Linked DNA regions of Sus scrofa: region 2 is linked to region 1. Evidence: chromatin contacts called from public Hi-C data. All regions are on one chromosome and are shown on one strand. Each heading gives the region's core, a stretch centred on a gene start, on an enhancer-like site or on the middle of the called end of the contact. The rest is flanking DNA. Distances are from core to core; before and after follow the strand shown. Region 1 has its middle 75 kb from the start of MIR181B-1. Region 2 has its middle 360 kb from the start of TRNAE-UUC.

Region 1 (3,661 bases), core at 389-2,888:
AGGTGGTGGAGGCCAAGACACTCCTCCCCACCGCATCTGTAGGCTGGAGACCCAGGGGAGATGCTGGTGTGATTGAGTCTGAGAACCAGGGGTCTTGGTACCCAAGGGAAGGAAAAGGTGGACAGCCCAGCCCAAGAAGAGAGAGCGGGTTCATCCTACCTTTACTTTCTGCTCCGTCTGGGCTCTCCAGGCCCTGGGTGAGGCCACCCACCTTGGTGAGGGGCTATTTCTTCACCCGGTCCACTGCATCACATGCCCATCTTTTGCAGAAACATCCTTACAGACACACTCCCAGAAATAATGCTTTACCAGCTGTCTGGGTATCATTTAGCCTGGTCAAGTTGACACATAAAATTAACCATCACAATCTCTGATTTTTATTTTGTTTTTCTTTTGCTTTTTGCTTTTTAGGGCTGCACCCATGGCATATGAAGGTTCCCAGGCTAGGAGTCGAATCGGAGCTGCAGCTGCCAGCCTACGCCACAGCCACAGCGACGTGAGATCCGAGCCGCGTCTGCAACCTCCACCACAGCTCATGGCACCATCAGAGCCTTAACCCACTGAGCAAGGCCAGAGATGGAACCCGCATCCTCAGAGATACTAGTCAGATTTGTTTCCTTTGAGCCACGATGTGAATTCCACAGTCTCTGATTTTTATATGGACACAAAAGAACAGCCACACACCCCAGCCTCCCCAGCGCTAAGTGTGGCCGCATAGCTGAGTTCAGCCACCAGCACTCAAGTGGAGGTGATAAAATGGGGGTTGACAATGGGTGCTCCCTCTGTGTTCAGCCATGAAAAGGTAATGGCAAACCCTTTCCACTTCCAAGGAGAATATTGCTAGAATAGCACTGAGGTTGACAAATCTCATTCTAGGTGATTTCAATACATCCATAAAGAATAGGAGTTCCTGTCGTGGCGCAGCAGAAACAAATCCAACTAGGAACCATGAGGTTGCGGGTTCGATCCCTGACCTTGCTCAGTGGGTTAATGATCTGGCGTTGCCATGAGCTGTGGTGTAGGTTGCAGATGTGGCTCGGATCCTGCGTTGCTGTGGCTCTGGCAGAGGCCGGTGGCTACAGCTCCGATTCGACCCCTAGCCTGGGAACTCCATATGTCGCAGCAGCAACCCTAGAAAAGGCACAAAGACAAAAAAAAAAAAAAAAAAAGAATAAATGCAAAAGATGGCTGTTTTTATAAATGCTAATGTGTCCTCAGGTGCATTCTGTAATCCTTCTGAGTTGGTTTTTCCTCAATGGAAATTGGAGGCGCTAAGAGTTGCCTTGAAGACCATGACATATATTAGAGGGGCTGTGTACCATGTGCCAATCCCAGTGCCCTTGTTATTGGCGACAGCAAGCTGATCCTGGGTGTGGGAACAGGAGCACAGGAGGGAGAACGGGATGGGGACCGTGGCAAGGCGACCAAGGGGGATGGGCATCGTGAGAGGCGGTGGCCAGCCGGGCCAGGCTTTCCTCTCCTTTGTGAGACCACTGCGGGGGTTTCCTTAGTGAACAGACAGGACTCTGTGGTTAGCCCTGGAACGCTTTGTCCTCAGTGCACAGGAAGAGTGACTCAGTCTCCAGCCTCAAAGGATGGAGAGGCTGAGTCTGGTTTGGAACTTCCTCCCTCCACTCAGCCTTGGTCTGGGAACCAGAAGAATAGAGCTGAGTGTTGGGATGATTCAGAGATCAGGGGGCCCAGTGGAGGCAGGCGGCGGGGAGGGAGGGAGGCACAGAGGATGAGAGTGAGGCCCAAATTGCTGGCAACAGCAATTTTTATCAGGGGTGGTTTGAGCCCCGTTTTAATAGCCAATGGACCTAAGCTTGAATCTCAGGTCTACGCAGTAGCCACTGTTATTGGTACTAATTTCCACCTTTTTTTGGCGGGGGGTGGCATACCTGTGGCATATGGAAGTTCCTGGGTCAGGGATCAAACCTGTGCCATAGCAGTGACAAACCGGATCTTCCACCCACTGCATCACAAGAGAACTCCAATTTCCACATCTTTAAAGGGGTAATAACTACCTTTTGAGGGCTGTTAATAACAGCCATCATCAACTGAGTACTTATTATGCGTCCATCACTCTCGTAACTTTTTTTCACATTCTCTTGCGTCATCTTCCCAACACCCCTTGGGAGGTAAGACCTCTTGTGATTTCCAGGTTGGAGATGAGAAGCCGGGGGCTTGGAGAGGGCAGCAAACAGGCCCACCCTCAAACTCAGCTGCTGGCTTGGCTTTCTGCTTGGGAGGAAATGAGACAACCTAGCATGCTTAGCCCAAGCCTGGGGTTATTGGCTTGATGAGAGTCATTTTAAACCATCATCCCCATTTTAGCAATGAAAACCTGAATGGAAGAACAGCAAAGGAACCTGCCCCCAATTGTACAACGGGTGTTGGGCACACCAAGTGCAGACTTTCAGCTCTGAAGGCTTTTCCTACTCCCTCACACTGCCTTTGCAGCAAAAGGGCAGGGAGCTGTTTGAAAGCAGACACCTCACCCAAGATGGAGCAGCAGGTTCCCCCAGCTCCTGGGGCCCAAGCAAATGCCCTGGCTCTTGAGGACACGGACTCATGCCTCTGAGAAAGGATGTTTTCGTTGTTGGATGCATCTTAAAACAGCAGCCAGGAGCAGCCTCTGTCCCTGCCCCCAACCCCTCCTTTCCAGGGATCTGAGCTGCCCAGAGCACTGGAGTCACATGGTCTCTTGCTCACTTCTGTTTATGGAGTTTCTCAGCCAAGAGGAAAACCATTAGGTGTCAAATTGCAAGTTGAAAGCATCCAAGAAGCTGCCTATTCCAGCACGAGTTCCTGCCAAAGAGCCTTAAATAAACTCGGTGGAGGGAAGATGTCTAAACCTATTCTGTGTGCAGTATATTTAGTTTGTTAGAGGAATATTGTAGAAGTTGATTGCACCTCACTAATTGGTTCAGTTTCTAAAAGCAGAGGAAAATAATGGGCTCCCCCCCCCCAATTCTCTTTGTGGGTTTCTTTGGGGCAAAAAGCAAGTCAAGGCATTATTGAGGATAAAAGAAAAATCTAAAGAGTTAAGCAACTCTATATTTTTAGCCAAAGGTGAGAGGTAAAGTCAACAGTTTCTCTAGGAATCAAGGGCTGTGCACAGCAGTAGCACAAATAGAAAAAAATAAAAAATAAAAAAGACGTGAATACATAAGAGGAAAAACACAGGAGTTCCCCCTGTGGCACAGTGAGTTAAGAAACCAACTTCAGGGAGTTCCTGTCATGGCTCAGTGGTTAACGAATCCGACTAGGAACCATGAGGTTTTGGGTTCAATCCCTGGCCTTGCTCAGTGGGTTAAGGATCCAGCCTTGGCCTAAGCTGTGGTATAGATCACAGACATGCCTTGGATCTGGCGTTGCTGTGGCTCTGGCATAGGCTGGTGGCTACATCTCTGATTCAACCCCTAGCCTGGGAACCTCTGTATGCCATGGGAGCAGCCCAAGAAATAGCAAAAAGACAAAAAGACAAAAAAAAAAAAAAAAAAAAGAAAAGAAAAAAGAAAAAAAAAAGAAAGAAACCGACTTCAGCAGCTTAGGTCACTTTGGAGGCACAGGTTTGATCCCCAGCCTAGAGAGCCCATCTCCAGCCTGGTGCAGTAGGTTAAAGGATCAGGTGTTGCCACAGCTGCAGTGTAGGTCT
Region 2 (3,654 bases), core at 692-3,191, 660 kb before region 1:
GTAAGAGCAGTGAACAGTGTTCTCAGTTTAACTTTGCTAAGCATGACTTTAACATCCATATTTCCTGAATTTGTTATTTGAATATATAACCTCTATCTCATTCCATGTATTTTTGGCTCACATTTTCTATGATTTTTATTCCCAGGTGTATGTAAACACGAAAAGCCAACAGGTAACCTATGTTCACTAGCAACTGGGGAATTGGCAGAGCATTAGCCCTAACGCCATTTCTCAAAAACAGTCAATTTGGCTTCGGGTGGCTGCCTCTGTGTGAATCGTCAGTTGAAGCTGACTGGTGGAGAACTTGTGCACCACTTCATGCTTTTGTTCTTGAAGCTAATTGTTCAGAACTTAAAAGTGTTCATGCCAGAAAGCCTTGTAGTGACATGCAAACTATCACGTTAAGAAAATAAGGGTCAGCACAACTGAAATATTATCCCTTACAGATACTTTTCTCCATGGTGAGCTTCAGTGGGGACATTTTTACTTTTGGATGAAAAAAACAGGAAAAGATCCTTTCAGCATGATTTCAGGTTTCTCACATCTTTTATTATTATTATTATTATTTTGTCTTTTTTAGGGCCACACCCACAGCATATGGAGGTTCCCAGGCTAAGGATCTAATCAGAGCTGTAGCCACTGGCCTACACCACAGCCACCGCGACACAGGATCCGAGCTGCATCTGCGACCTACACCACAGCTCATGGCAACGCCAGATCCTTAACCCACTGAGCGAGGCCAGGGATCGAACCTGCAAACCTCATGGTTCCTAGTGGGATTCGTTAACCACTGAGCCACGATGACGGGAACTCCTAACATCTTTTTAATGTAAAGCTTTGTGCCTTAGCTTATTTGCAGGTGACACAGTGAAGCATGGTTCTAGGTTTTAAACTTTCTGGACAACAGCATTGCCATAATATTTCCAGGTTGTATTTACCTTATTTCTTCTATTTACCTTTTAAAAGATGGTTTTGGCATTTTATTAAGGGTTAATATTTGAAGACTCCCTTGTACTCCAAATAACTTATACCTTTAAGAGTACACAGAACAATTTATTTTACTATATAATCCAAGTTTCTTTTACATGGCCATTTGTGTACTGAAGTGGTATCACATTATCTAAAAGTTTAATTGAACCTTAGAATTCTTTACTACTGAATTAATGGAAGAACTTCTATCATGTGCACATCTATGTGCCAAGTTTGTGTTTTGTTTTCTATTAAATATATCCCTTTTAATTTTATCTGAATAAAGGAGAATAACACATAGCTTTTCATGAATAATTGAATTAATCTGGCATTAATTTGCTTTATGTGTAAGCTGTTATTATTCTCCAAACTTATTCATTTTTGTGTCTCAATTTGTATTTTATTTTTTTTTCGCTTCCCCACCACTATCCTACTTACATTTTGCTGAAGATCCAAACATGCTCCTTATTGTAGCATGGTATGTATATGCAGCAGACATAATTTTTTTAAAGAAGATATAATGCATTAGGTTTACTCAACACCCATATTGGTGTTAACCACACATATCAGTGATGGAATTTGCAGTAGGGGATCCACTATGATTCTCTCTTTTTTTTTTTTTCTCATGTTCCTATTTTTGTAAGCTCAAAAGAGAGAACTTGACTCCAAAGACATGGTGTTGCTCCCGATCAAATTTTAAATGATATATAATTAGGTTTGTATGTGTCTTATACATTAAAGTTATATTCTTGGGAACCGGAACCAGAGACTTGGCTGGTGGCAAGAAATAACAAATTCTTCCTTCCCTTGTTTTGTCCGAATTCCTTCCTTCCTCTGTCAAACATCACAAAGCCCTCTTCAAAAAGAACACTCCATGAGTCAGAGAGATCCTCACTGCCCCACTCTCATTCTGTGTAAACCAGAGTCGGCACATGACACAGTTCAGCGCCAGGGCCCTGCCTGCTTGTCGGTTCTCCCAATTGACGTCTGTTCCCCTAATTGACAGCGCCTGTGACGCGTGTAGGCAGGTCTAGGCTCAGAGCAGCTCCCAGATCTGAGCACATGGGGAGGGGGGGAGGGAGAGGAGGACTAATCACTCCCGCTCCTTCATCTCCAGGAGAAGAAAAGCACCAGCTTGACTGTCCAGGATCATGTCAGAAACGCAAGACGACGTTATTTGCAAGGAGCACACAGGCAAGGGGAGCGGTGTCCCGGGCTGGACAATAAGGAGTTAGGAGAGCCGTTTCCAAGGGCCTCTGACAGCGGAGGTTCAGGATACAGCTGTGTGGCTGATCAACAAAGGAATTTTCAAAGGGTTCCTGGACAGGGATGAATACAATTATTCATCTAATGGCAGGTGCCGTGAAAGGAAGAAGTGCTGTTAACTCCTAATATGGAGAATGCAGTTAAGGGTCCAAGAGAATGAGAGCAAGAAAATTATAGAAAGCCAGCTCAGATACGCATGGCAATGCTGATAAATTAGTAACACAGCCTCAGGCATTTTGCCAAGACAACTGCCAACACCATGGCTCAGACTGTCAGCAGACATGTTTAGTACTATGTCAGAAAAGTCAAATTTCACTCTCCTATCCAGGGGAGGACAAGAATATATATATTTAAAGTGCCCCATTGCAATCCAGCCCATATATGTGAAACATGCTGTTTTTCACATGGTATCCTCAGTTTACTCCTGAGCTTTTTCGTGCTTAGATGGAGGATTTAATTAACGAAAAATCCAATCAATCCTTCTCTGAAAGGGATCATGGAGTCTTCCCAAATTAAATAGAGAGGCATCCAGCTAAGCTGGTTATCATTTGGAGATTCTTTCTCGCAAATTTTCAAACAGCAAGACAAACTTTGCCACACACAAGTCAGTCCAACCAGGAATTCTGCTGGGAAAGACTTTCATGAACACTATAGGTATTAATGATTTCTGCCAGTTTCAGCTCTGCAAAAACTGTGCCTGTTTCTTAGAGATAATGGTTGGGTTCTTCTGCCTCTTTACAAACCATTCCCTAATTTATCCCACTAGTAGTTATTGAATGTTTTTTATGTGCCAGACCCTTTAATAAAGCCTTGTTTATTGCTACTCAGTGTAAACTTTAGAAGAATGTAAACTATATATGAACCTAAAACGTTGCAGTTTTTTGATTATGTTGAGTTAATGCAACCATTAAGATAAAACTCCTAAAGGTGATTATTATTTTCTTTCTAAAATATCTGTTTCTTCTATCTTAAATTATAAGCTTCTGGGAGCAAGTTTTGAATCCAGGTGTTCTCATTTTTTTCTCCTAGACATTGCCCCATCAAAGGCCCTCAATATTTTCTGTAGATATTAACTCAGATATAAACAGATAAGCATACAAATATAATAATCATTAGAGCAAAAAGCAAAATATTAAACGAGTATAATTAAATAGAAAATGTCCATTGTTTACAGTCACTCATTCCATCCATGCACCCATTCCTCCTTCTAATCACTCATCCATTGATTTATTTCTTAATTCTACCATGTGTCAAGGATAATGCCAGATGCTAAGATAAATAAGTGAAACAGGCATGGACTCTGCAATCCCAGGGAGATTGTATTCTTCTGAAGGTGAAAGTAAACAAATAATTACATGTTGTGAGAAATACAAAAAATCCAGGTAGACATACTCCTCTCTGAGGAGGTGAGATTTAAAA

The links. Hi-C and Micro-C count contacts between places; a contact is called where the count stands out from the background.
Region 2: a contact with region 1 is called in a Hi-C map of embryonic fibroblasts, with 3 times the contacts expected there. The contact joins two enhancer-like sites. A contact is called at or near these places in 1 of 47 Hi-C or Micro-C datasets (embryonic fibroblasts) and 1 of 2 datasets of contacts at active chromatin or transcription factors (skeletal muscle).

What each region holds. Positions count from the first base shown.
Region 1 is chr10:21,619,683-21,623,343 of Sscrofa11.1, reverse strand. No RefSeq gene overlaps it. Among named protein-coding and RNA genes, the nearest start is that of MIR181B-1, 75 kb to the left of the region's middle. Within about 2 kb of position 1,638, at least 21 of the 83 cell types and tissues checked have an H3K27ac peak or open chromatin away from gene starts, as enhancers often do. A contact at or near this core is called in embryonic fibroblasts and skeletal muscle, where this site is marked.
Region 2 is chr10:22,276,033-22,279,686 of Sscrofa11.1, reverse strand. No RefSeq gene overlaps it. Among named protein-coding and RNA genes, the nearest start is that of TRNAE-UUC, 360 kb to the right of the region's middle. Within about 2 kb of position 1,941, at least 32 of the 83 cell types and tissues checked have an H3K27ac peak or open chromatin away from gene starts, as enhancers often do. A contact at or near this core is called in embryonic fibroblasts and skeletal muscle, where this site is marked.